2 separate regions of the Bactrocera dorsalis genome follow, and region 2 is linked to region 1. Evidence: chromatin contacts called from public Hi-C data. All regions are on one chromosome and are shown on one strand. The core of a region is the stretch at or near the end of the contact, and the rest is flanking DNA. Distances in the headings are between cores, read along the strand shown.

Region 1 (4,395 bases), core at 729-3,228:
TTGATAGGCGATGCTTTGGTGCGGTGGTGGAAAGTACAATGGAAATGTACAAAAAATACTTATGCATAAGCACGTATATGTGTATGTGTGTCGTGTATGTACAAATCGAGTGTACAAACAGACGTTTGATGGTTGACGCTGGCGGCAGTTTCGCAAATGCAAATCGCATGCGAAGACATCGCACGTTAGCAACGCTAATAACAGCAGCAACAACAACAAGAAAACATATGAAAGCAACAACCACAGCAAGAGCGCGATGAAGGCTTCGACACAATAAACGCTGGAGGCCGCCCCTTCAGTATCACTATCAAAACTCGAATTGTTTGTTGTTGTTTTGCCTTAAATTTATGTGGGATGTAAATAGTAGTTAGCGAGTACTTTTTGCGCCTACTCATTGCAATCGCGTGTGCGCGCTGCAGTACTAATTTGGGAAAAACTCAGTGATTTTGGTGCTTCGCTTTTGCCAATTTTAGCAAATTTTTTTTCCTGCTGCGCTTAGTTACCATCATTGAGTAGTCAAAATCGTGTGCCCAAATTTTTGGATGAGTATGTGTGTGTATATTTTTGGTAACTAATTTGTTTCCGCGGTGCAAAGAGTGCAAAGTGCGGCGTGACATGGCGGCACAATTTTATTTTAGTTTTTTTTAAATTTTTTTTTCATTGCCATGACTTCAATTGTTGCGGCGTTGCGATGTTTTCAATATTTTCCCTACTGGCCGAGCCTTTGCCATGCAGTGAGTTGGGAAAATCTTAGTTTGACTTTGCGCTTAGGTGTGCCATTAGTGTGTATAGGCAAGGTGCGGCGGCGTTTACAGACGACATGCTCGAAAGATGCGGTAATACAATAAGCGACGCCGGCAGGCCATCTAAGGAAAAGTGCAGCAGTCACGGTTTTTCTAACGAAAATTTATATTGGAAAAAAGTAAAAATAAAAGCACTGTATGACATAAATAATAGAAAAAATAAAAAGTGCACTGTTAAACTTTGTCTAGTGGTAAATTTATGTGTAGATATGTGTATGTGCCAAAAGTGTGAAAGTGCAGCGTGGCGATATTTATGCGCAAGTGACAATAATTAGAAGCTGTTTCAATTAAGCGCTAATCAAATAAAAACAAGACAGCACTCAAAGCTGCGACAGCGAAAGCAAAAACGTGTCAAAATAAATATGTTTATACATTTAAACTAAGCAACAAAAAAATATTATTATCAGCAACCTAGCGGTTGTTTTCTAATTTTTTGCGAAATTGCGACGGTTTTTTATATTATTAAATTACGTCAGTATACATACGGAACAGCTTGTGTTTTGTTTTAAATATTTTCAATGTCGGGAAGCAAGCTCTGAAACACCATAATTTGTCTCAAGTGTATAAGTTTAACGCCATTTAATGTGTTGGAAAAAACGTGCAGCGCGTTAGCAGCAAAAATGATAACAAGGACTGGCAACTTTTATCGCATTATAAACTGATTTGCATGTACATACACATGCATGTACGTATGTATGTGTGGCTGTAGAAATTTGTGGCTCTGTGGGGCATTTTGTAGTGTAGTATTTGTGTGCACATGTGCGGCTTATTGTACAGCCCGTTATGGTTATTTGCCCCAAATTCACGTTATGCCGTCGTTACGTGCACCAGCAGCAAGCAGCAACGTCAGCTTAGGCTTCATTTATTTTTATTGCGCTATTTTTGGATATTTTATATGTATCTGGTTGTTTGCATTGAGTTGTGAAACAATTGAACTGTGTAAATTTGTAAATTCTTGAAAATGTGCTAAATATGCGACTGTCAGCGTTTGTTTTGATTTTCACTAAACCTTCCGCACAGCGCCGCTACTTGACAGCGCCGCTGTTGTTTATTTTAATAGGTTTTTGTTTTTGTTTTCTATTTTCGCTAACAGCCAGTTTGACGTGCTGGTGTCTATACGCCGCTCTCGCCACTGCCACCACAACTGTAGTTGTGCAAGTCATTCAACGAGCGCATTTCGCAAATTTATTGTATTCGTAACTAAACACCTGACCCGTGCTGCTAGCTCGCCGCGCTGTAAAACATTGCTTCTAATTGATTAAATAGTGAGCGAAATTGTTATAATTGAAATTTATTGTATTGTTTAAATTGTGTAAGTGAAATGCAGCACGTTTGTTGTGTAGAAAATAAATCAAATTTGACATTGTGGCGATATAGTGTGTATGTATGAAAAAGCCACTCATATTTCTATGTACATACATGTTATGTGTGTGTATGTTTGTGCGGTTGAGCAGTGTATATTCAATGTAACGAGTCTCATCTCGATTGTTCTACTACCCGCGCATTAGTTGCTGTAATTTTATTTCGAAAGTAAATACACTTTACCACTAGTTACACTATGCATGGACTACGCTGCGTTGTCGCTTACACACATACTCGTATGCACAAGCATATAATTGTAGAATTGTCTACTGTGTGTGCGGTGTGCGTCTTTTGAGGTCAACGGCATCACACCAACGATGTGTCAACTCTTTCAACGAACGACCTAAAAAAGCCATGCAACGACCAACTACTATTATTCTCTGGGCCAGCATACATATTTGTTGGTGGTAGTGCAAGTCGACAGATTATTTTTAGTGATTTCTATATCTCTGCGCCTCTAGCTCCGCCGCTGTTTACAACTCGCCCCACAAGCAACGAAACAATACGGCGAGTTGATGAGTTCGTTTTTGCTCTTGCTTGTGCGTTGATAGCGGCAGCAGCAACAGCAACAGCATTCGTATGCTCGCTATCACTATGCTCATGTGCGTTGATTTGGTTTGTGTATCTGCGTGTGAGTGGCAGCGCTTACATACATACCTACATACCTGTGAACGGAGTCGCACGCGGGTGAAACGTGTTGTAACGTAGGATGCGAACGTGTCGGTTATTCTAATAACCTTCGGGTGTAAACAAATTTAAAGAGCGGAATTTAGAAAGAAGAAAAGCTTTATGCTATGCCCGTGCTATGCAGCACATAGTTTGGCAATCAGCCGAAACATGAAAGGAATTTCTCTCGCAGTTGTGTGAGTCTTGCAGTGCGCAGGTGCTTGGGGTCGGGTGTTTATACACACATACACACACGCATACGTGTGTGTCACCACACTACAACTTGATGGGCATAAAAGTAAAAATGTATATTATCTCACCTCTCCCACTGCGCTAAGCAACCGTGTCTCATCACAGAGCAGACAAAAGCAGTGACTAATCATGCAACATCTGAGGCTTTGACCAGTGTGGCGTACATACATACTTTATATGTACACATAAATATTTTTTTGTGTTTTTTCTTGGTGAAACTGCTTGCCTCCACGTCGCGCTGTCCACTTGTCCATTTTCGTTTTTATCGCTGTTCTTTCGTCCCGTCTATCCCATAATCCGTTCATGCGTCAATTTGCATATGCAGCGCTCAGGTACAATGGGGTATTGTAGACGAAAGTGTCGTCACAGTTATGAATGAATGCACATACAACAAGTCCAATGTGCTATTTGCAAATGCCGTCGGTGTGGTGAAATACGGCAAACACGTAGAAACTTGTACGCATTGTTATCAGCAAAAATGCTGGAAGGCAAGCACAACGCGTTGTCGATAACTATGAAAATATATTTTTAATAATATATATACATATATGCAGACAGCTATCAACAGCGATAAGGAAATGTGTTTGCTATTAATGAAAACTCTGAATTAAATGTGATAATAATGTCTGTACTTGTTGTTGCTTTGCTGTTTTCAAGCTTGTCTGCGGTGAAAATGCATTTACTCTTGTGTAAATAGCAGAATTTACTAGAATTTAATTAGAGTTTAGTTTTAAATCAAGTTGAAAAATAATTAAGGACACATAAATCCGCAAATGTAGTTGACTGTTGGAACTTTGTTTGCATAAAATCCATAAAATCGAAAGCGTTTTACTAGAATATAAATTAAAATGCAAAGCAAAAATTTTGAAAGTGAATTTTGTGTTGAAAGCGCGAAAATATGCCAATATGAAAGTGATTATTAGTAATAAAATATAGAAGAAATATATAATATGTAAATGTTAGTTTTAATATAAGAAGGAAAACGTTTTAATTTCGGCCTATAGAAGCTCTACAAGTGTATACAAAAGATTTTGACCGCTTAGTTTGTATGGCAGCAATAAGTATGTTGTAGTAGTTCGATCTAAAAAAAATATCCGGTGGTTAAAGGCTGCTCTCTATCATATTCTGTCCAAAGTTTCGTAAAATACCTCGTCAAATAAAGAAGTTTTTCATAGAAGAACTTGATTTAGTTCGTTCAGTTTATATGACAGCTATACGATATAGTCTTCCGATATAAAAGAAATATTCGGAGATTATAGCGTTAGTTTTTATAATATACTGTGCGAAATTTAGTGAAGATATCTCGTAACAT
Region 2 (4,395 bases), core at 1,198-3,697, 82 kb after region 1:
TGTGGCAATAGCTCTAGCTGGTAGTGATGCTGTAGTGGTCAAGTACATAATTGTGTGAGTTGGATAAAAACATATATGAAAATATTTAGAATAAAAACAAATGGTAGGTTTCATGAGAACATAAAATTACTAAAAAAATGTAATACATATATTAAAAATGCTTATTTATTAAAAAAAAATGTTTATTATGTTTAACTCGACTGATCTTAAAATAGAAATTAAATAATATCAGGAAATACAAGTAAAAATTATATAAACTTAATACGAGTAATAAGTAAAACACCATTGAAACATCAAAAATATATAAAATATTTAGAAAATTTATATAAATAATAAGTAAAATAAAATTTATTGCAATAAATAAAAATGTTTCCAAACAAAAACTTGATTTTCAGCGCTCAGCTTGTATGACAGCTATACGCTATACTGATCCGTTCCAAAAATTTTGTTAGTAAATATTACCGTTATTTTTGACAATACTTCGTACTAAATTTTGTGCAGATATCTTGTCATATAAAAAAGTTTTCCATACAAGAATTCGATTTTGATTAATCCGTTTGTATGGCAGCTATATGCTACAGTGACCGGATCGGAAAAGTGTGTTTGGAGATAGTACCGTTATTTTTTGACAATACTTCGTGCAAAATTTCATGAAGATATCTTGTCATATAAAAAAGTTTTTCATACATGGACTTGATTTTGAGCGTTCAGTTTGTATGGCAGCTATATGTTACAGTGATCTGATCTGAGGAATTTGTTTGGAGATATTACCGCTATTCTTTGAAAATACTTTATGGCAAATTTTGTGAAGATATGTTGTCATGTAAAAAAGTTTTCCATACAAGAATTCGATTTTGATTAATCCGTTTGTATGACAGCTATACGCTAGGTTGATCCGATCTGAAAAATTTGTTTGGGGATATTATCGTTATTTTTCGAAAATAATTCGTAGAAAAATTTGTGCGGATATCTTGATATATAAACAAGTTTTCCTTACATGGACTTGATTTTCATTGTTCAGTTTGTATGACAGCTATATGTTGTAGTGCGCCGATGTCGACAATAGCGATAATTTGACAGCTTTTTGGGAAGAAAAGTACGTATGCAAAATTTTAGTTCGATATCTTAAAAATTGTGGCACTAATTCGCATATATACAGACCAGCGGATGGGGCTAAATCAGCTCAGTCCGTCACGTTGATTATTTATTTATGTACTTTATAGACTTTTCGGCATTTTCTATTAGTGTTACAAACTTTTAAATACCCAATTATTATTTTTACTATATACATATGTACATAATTTAAAAAATATATAAATAAAAATTTGCTCATTATCAAAATTTCGCCGGCAATAAAATTTATGAACTATTACACAAAATTATGCACACAAATAATTTTCAACACTTCATAAACACAAAGTATTTGAACGTTAAAAAAATGCTAACTGCAAATAAATTATGCCATAAAAGCGCCATAAAAATGAATTGACAGTGTTATGGCATGCGAATAAAATAGAATAATATATGTACATATGTATTTATTTTAAGCAAGCATGAACTGTAAGTACTCCCACCTTACGGCAACTCGCTAAAAGTAATTATAATAAAATTTTATAACAATAACGTAAATATGTACACACACTCACACACACATTAGAAGCGAGCACAGAATGCACGCCGTATACACTTGTCTTCGCAAATATTTATCTTTACACACACAGCCACAAGCTAACATTTATAATTATTTGTATTTAACTATCTGCTTATTTGCCCGTATTTATTTACATTTCTGCATGCGCTAATGTTTCGAAATTCAAACAAATTCTAAACGCTGAGATAAAAAAACCACAAAATCGCTGAAATTTTCTGTTTAACTTGCGGCATATTTCTTCCACTTCATCTCGTCGTGACTTTTGTGGATAGACCGGGGCGCGCGGCAAGATCATGGTGCATGTAGTGAGAGAGAAAAGGCCACAAATCGCAAACATTATTACAAACAAGTACACACATACATATATACATACATACAGACAAGTGCGCTTACAGGCAGCAATTGCATGACAGGCGGGCAGACGGACGCGTGAGAGGGCCAAACAGACGAGTGAGGGGCCCGACAGACACGTGAGACGGCCGACAGACGATTGAGAAGGCAGGCAGACGAGTAAGACGGCCGCCAAACTGACGAGTGAGACGCCATACAGTCAGCCAGTCAAATAAACAGGCAAACAAAGCACTTAACAACGTCTAAACAACCGCCAACACACCCGCTCGCACACTTACGCGCTCGCTTGCCGGCGCGGCCGTGCTCTGCTTTCCTTCAAATAGCCACCCAAATGCATGCAGTCCACATACACACACACACACACATGCATGCATGCAGGTATTAAGCGCGCCGGTATTTAGGAGCATGACTTTCATTTCAATTTCAAGTGCCTGCTTGACTCACTGCCTCAGTAACTGACTAACTGACTGGTTGGCCTGAGTGACGGCGTGATTGAAAGAGTGACTGGCGTAGCAGTTCGTGTAAATATCTTATGTATATGTGTGTGTGTGTGTTGTAGGCGTTCGATATGCGCGCCATACGCCGTTAAGTAAACACACGCATACAGACACACATGCATATGCACACAAACAAACATTACTTACTATTCATTATTATAAATTTTCATTTAATTGCTTTTGACTGCTCCCCCCATCTAATGGCCAACCCAGCCTACCTCACACACTCACACACATATACTAAAACATTGTTGCGCCTTTTCTTTTGCTCGCTGTGTTGACTTTGTTGCTGTTTGCCTTGCGCTTTATCACATATGTATGTAGTATATTGAATTGAATGACCTGCAGCCACAGCTTAATTCTACCGTCAATTATTTCGTCAATCGTCGGCGGCATGATACGAACGTACATACGCTACCAACGTCTCTCCGCTGTTGGGGAGATTAAAAAGATTAATTTATTTCTATTTCTAGTATTCGTTTATTGTTTTTGTTGTTTGTTGTGTTGTGCTTCTTTTGTTTACGCTTTTCGCCAAAGCCCAAGTGCTCATACATATTCACATATGCAAATATTCTGTATGATTTCATGCCATGCACGTCTAATTAAGGTCATAAAATACGTAAATTCTTTATTTCGCTATATGAAAGTGCGCACACACACGCACACGCACACGTGAACAAATATACAAGCACAATTCCATTATATGCGAAACGAGTCATCATGCACTTAACCTATATGCGCGTATATGTGATTGTATATTTAAGTGTTTCTATGTATGTTTGTATGTATATGTGTATGTATGTGTATACATATGCTTTAATGTGTATGTGCGCCTCATGCCAAGCGTTCTGTGATAGGCTTTTGATATTGCTTACGCTTTGGCAGACTTGTGCATTAACAAATTGTTGAAAATTATGGCGCCGCCTCGCTCCACTCAACCTCTCTCCACACAACCCTACACTCACACACACTCTCATACACTCATACTCACCTTTGCATTTACTTAAACAAACAGCGTTTATGCTTTCATGTTTTGATTAAGCTTCTGTCGATTGCGATATCAATGAAAAGCGCTGCTGCTGCTGCCCCAACTCTGTTGCCATCGTCGCAGGCTGTTTGCATTGTTGTTGCGCCGTGAGCGATACGGCTAATCGGCGCTCATTGAATTTGTGAATAACAAACTCTTTTGATGACTTCGCCGTGGGGCTTGTTTGCCAAAGTGCGGTTATTTGACTATTGTTTGTTTATAAGAATAACAAACATGTGAATGACAATTAAAACTGTTTAATCTGTCAATCTTGCAACAAAAACATCGACACACTAAGTTTAAGAGTGAGGCAGTGTTGCTTACCCCGCGTTATGCATACTTATTACAACTGTAAGATAATGCTCGGAAATTGAATATTACGCGCAAGCTTTTGGTAGTGAAAGCTCGCAGCAAAAACGGTTTGTTTCGGTACTGACGACCAAAAAATCCGCAAGAAGCGTCAAAAAACCTTCAAATAATACAAATTCGTTTAATTAAATATTTGTATTTATTTATAAATATATTTTATTGCCAATATGTGTGCACGAATACGCACAAAGCTTTAATTTCGATAACGAAAAGCAGAAATCGGCAGCAAATATTTCTTCAAACAGACTTTCTGGACTAAGTAACGTGTGTGCTGTAGCCAAAATAAAAATTTCTATTAAATTATGAAATGGTTATGGATTTCAGACTTGACTGAAAAAATGAAAGCTCTGGAAAAACTTTTGATAGTGAAAGCTCGCAGCAAAAACAATTTTTCCGGTATTGAAGACTAAAAAGTCTACTAGAAACGCTCAAAAAACTTTGAAATGGACTGAAATAAAAAAGCAAAAGCTCTGGAAAAGCTCTTTGTCCATGTTACAACG

The links. Hi-C and Micro-C count contacts between places; a contact is called where the count stands out from the background.
Region 2: a contact with region 1 is called in a Hi-C map of whole body, with 5 times the contacts expected there. The contact joins two enhancer-like sites. A contact is called at or near these places in 2 of 2 Hi-C or Micro-C datasets (both in whole body).

The regions. Positions count from the first base shown.
Region 1 is chr2:100,662,198-100,666,592 of ASM2337382v1, forward strand. All of the region lies in intron 1 of LOC105226060 (mucin-5AC), which reads left to right. Among protein-coding and RNA genes, the nearest start is that of LOC105226060, 25 kb to the left of the region's middle. Within about 2 kb of position 1,979, the one cell type or tissue checked has open chromatin away from gene starts, as enhancers often do.
Region 2 is chr2:100,743,359-100,747,753 of ASM2337382v1, forward strand. The region is part of intron 2 of LOC105226060 (mucin-5AC); the gene reads left to right. Among protein-coding and RNA genes, the nearest start is that of LOC105226060, 110 kb to the left of the region's middle. Within about 2 kb of position 2,448, the one cell type or tissue checked has open chromatin away from gene starts, as enhancers often do.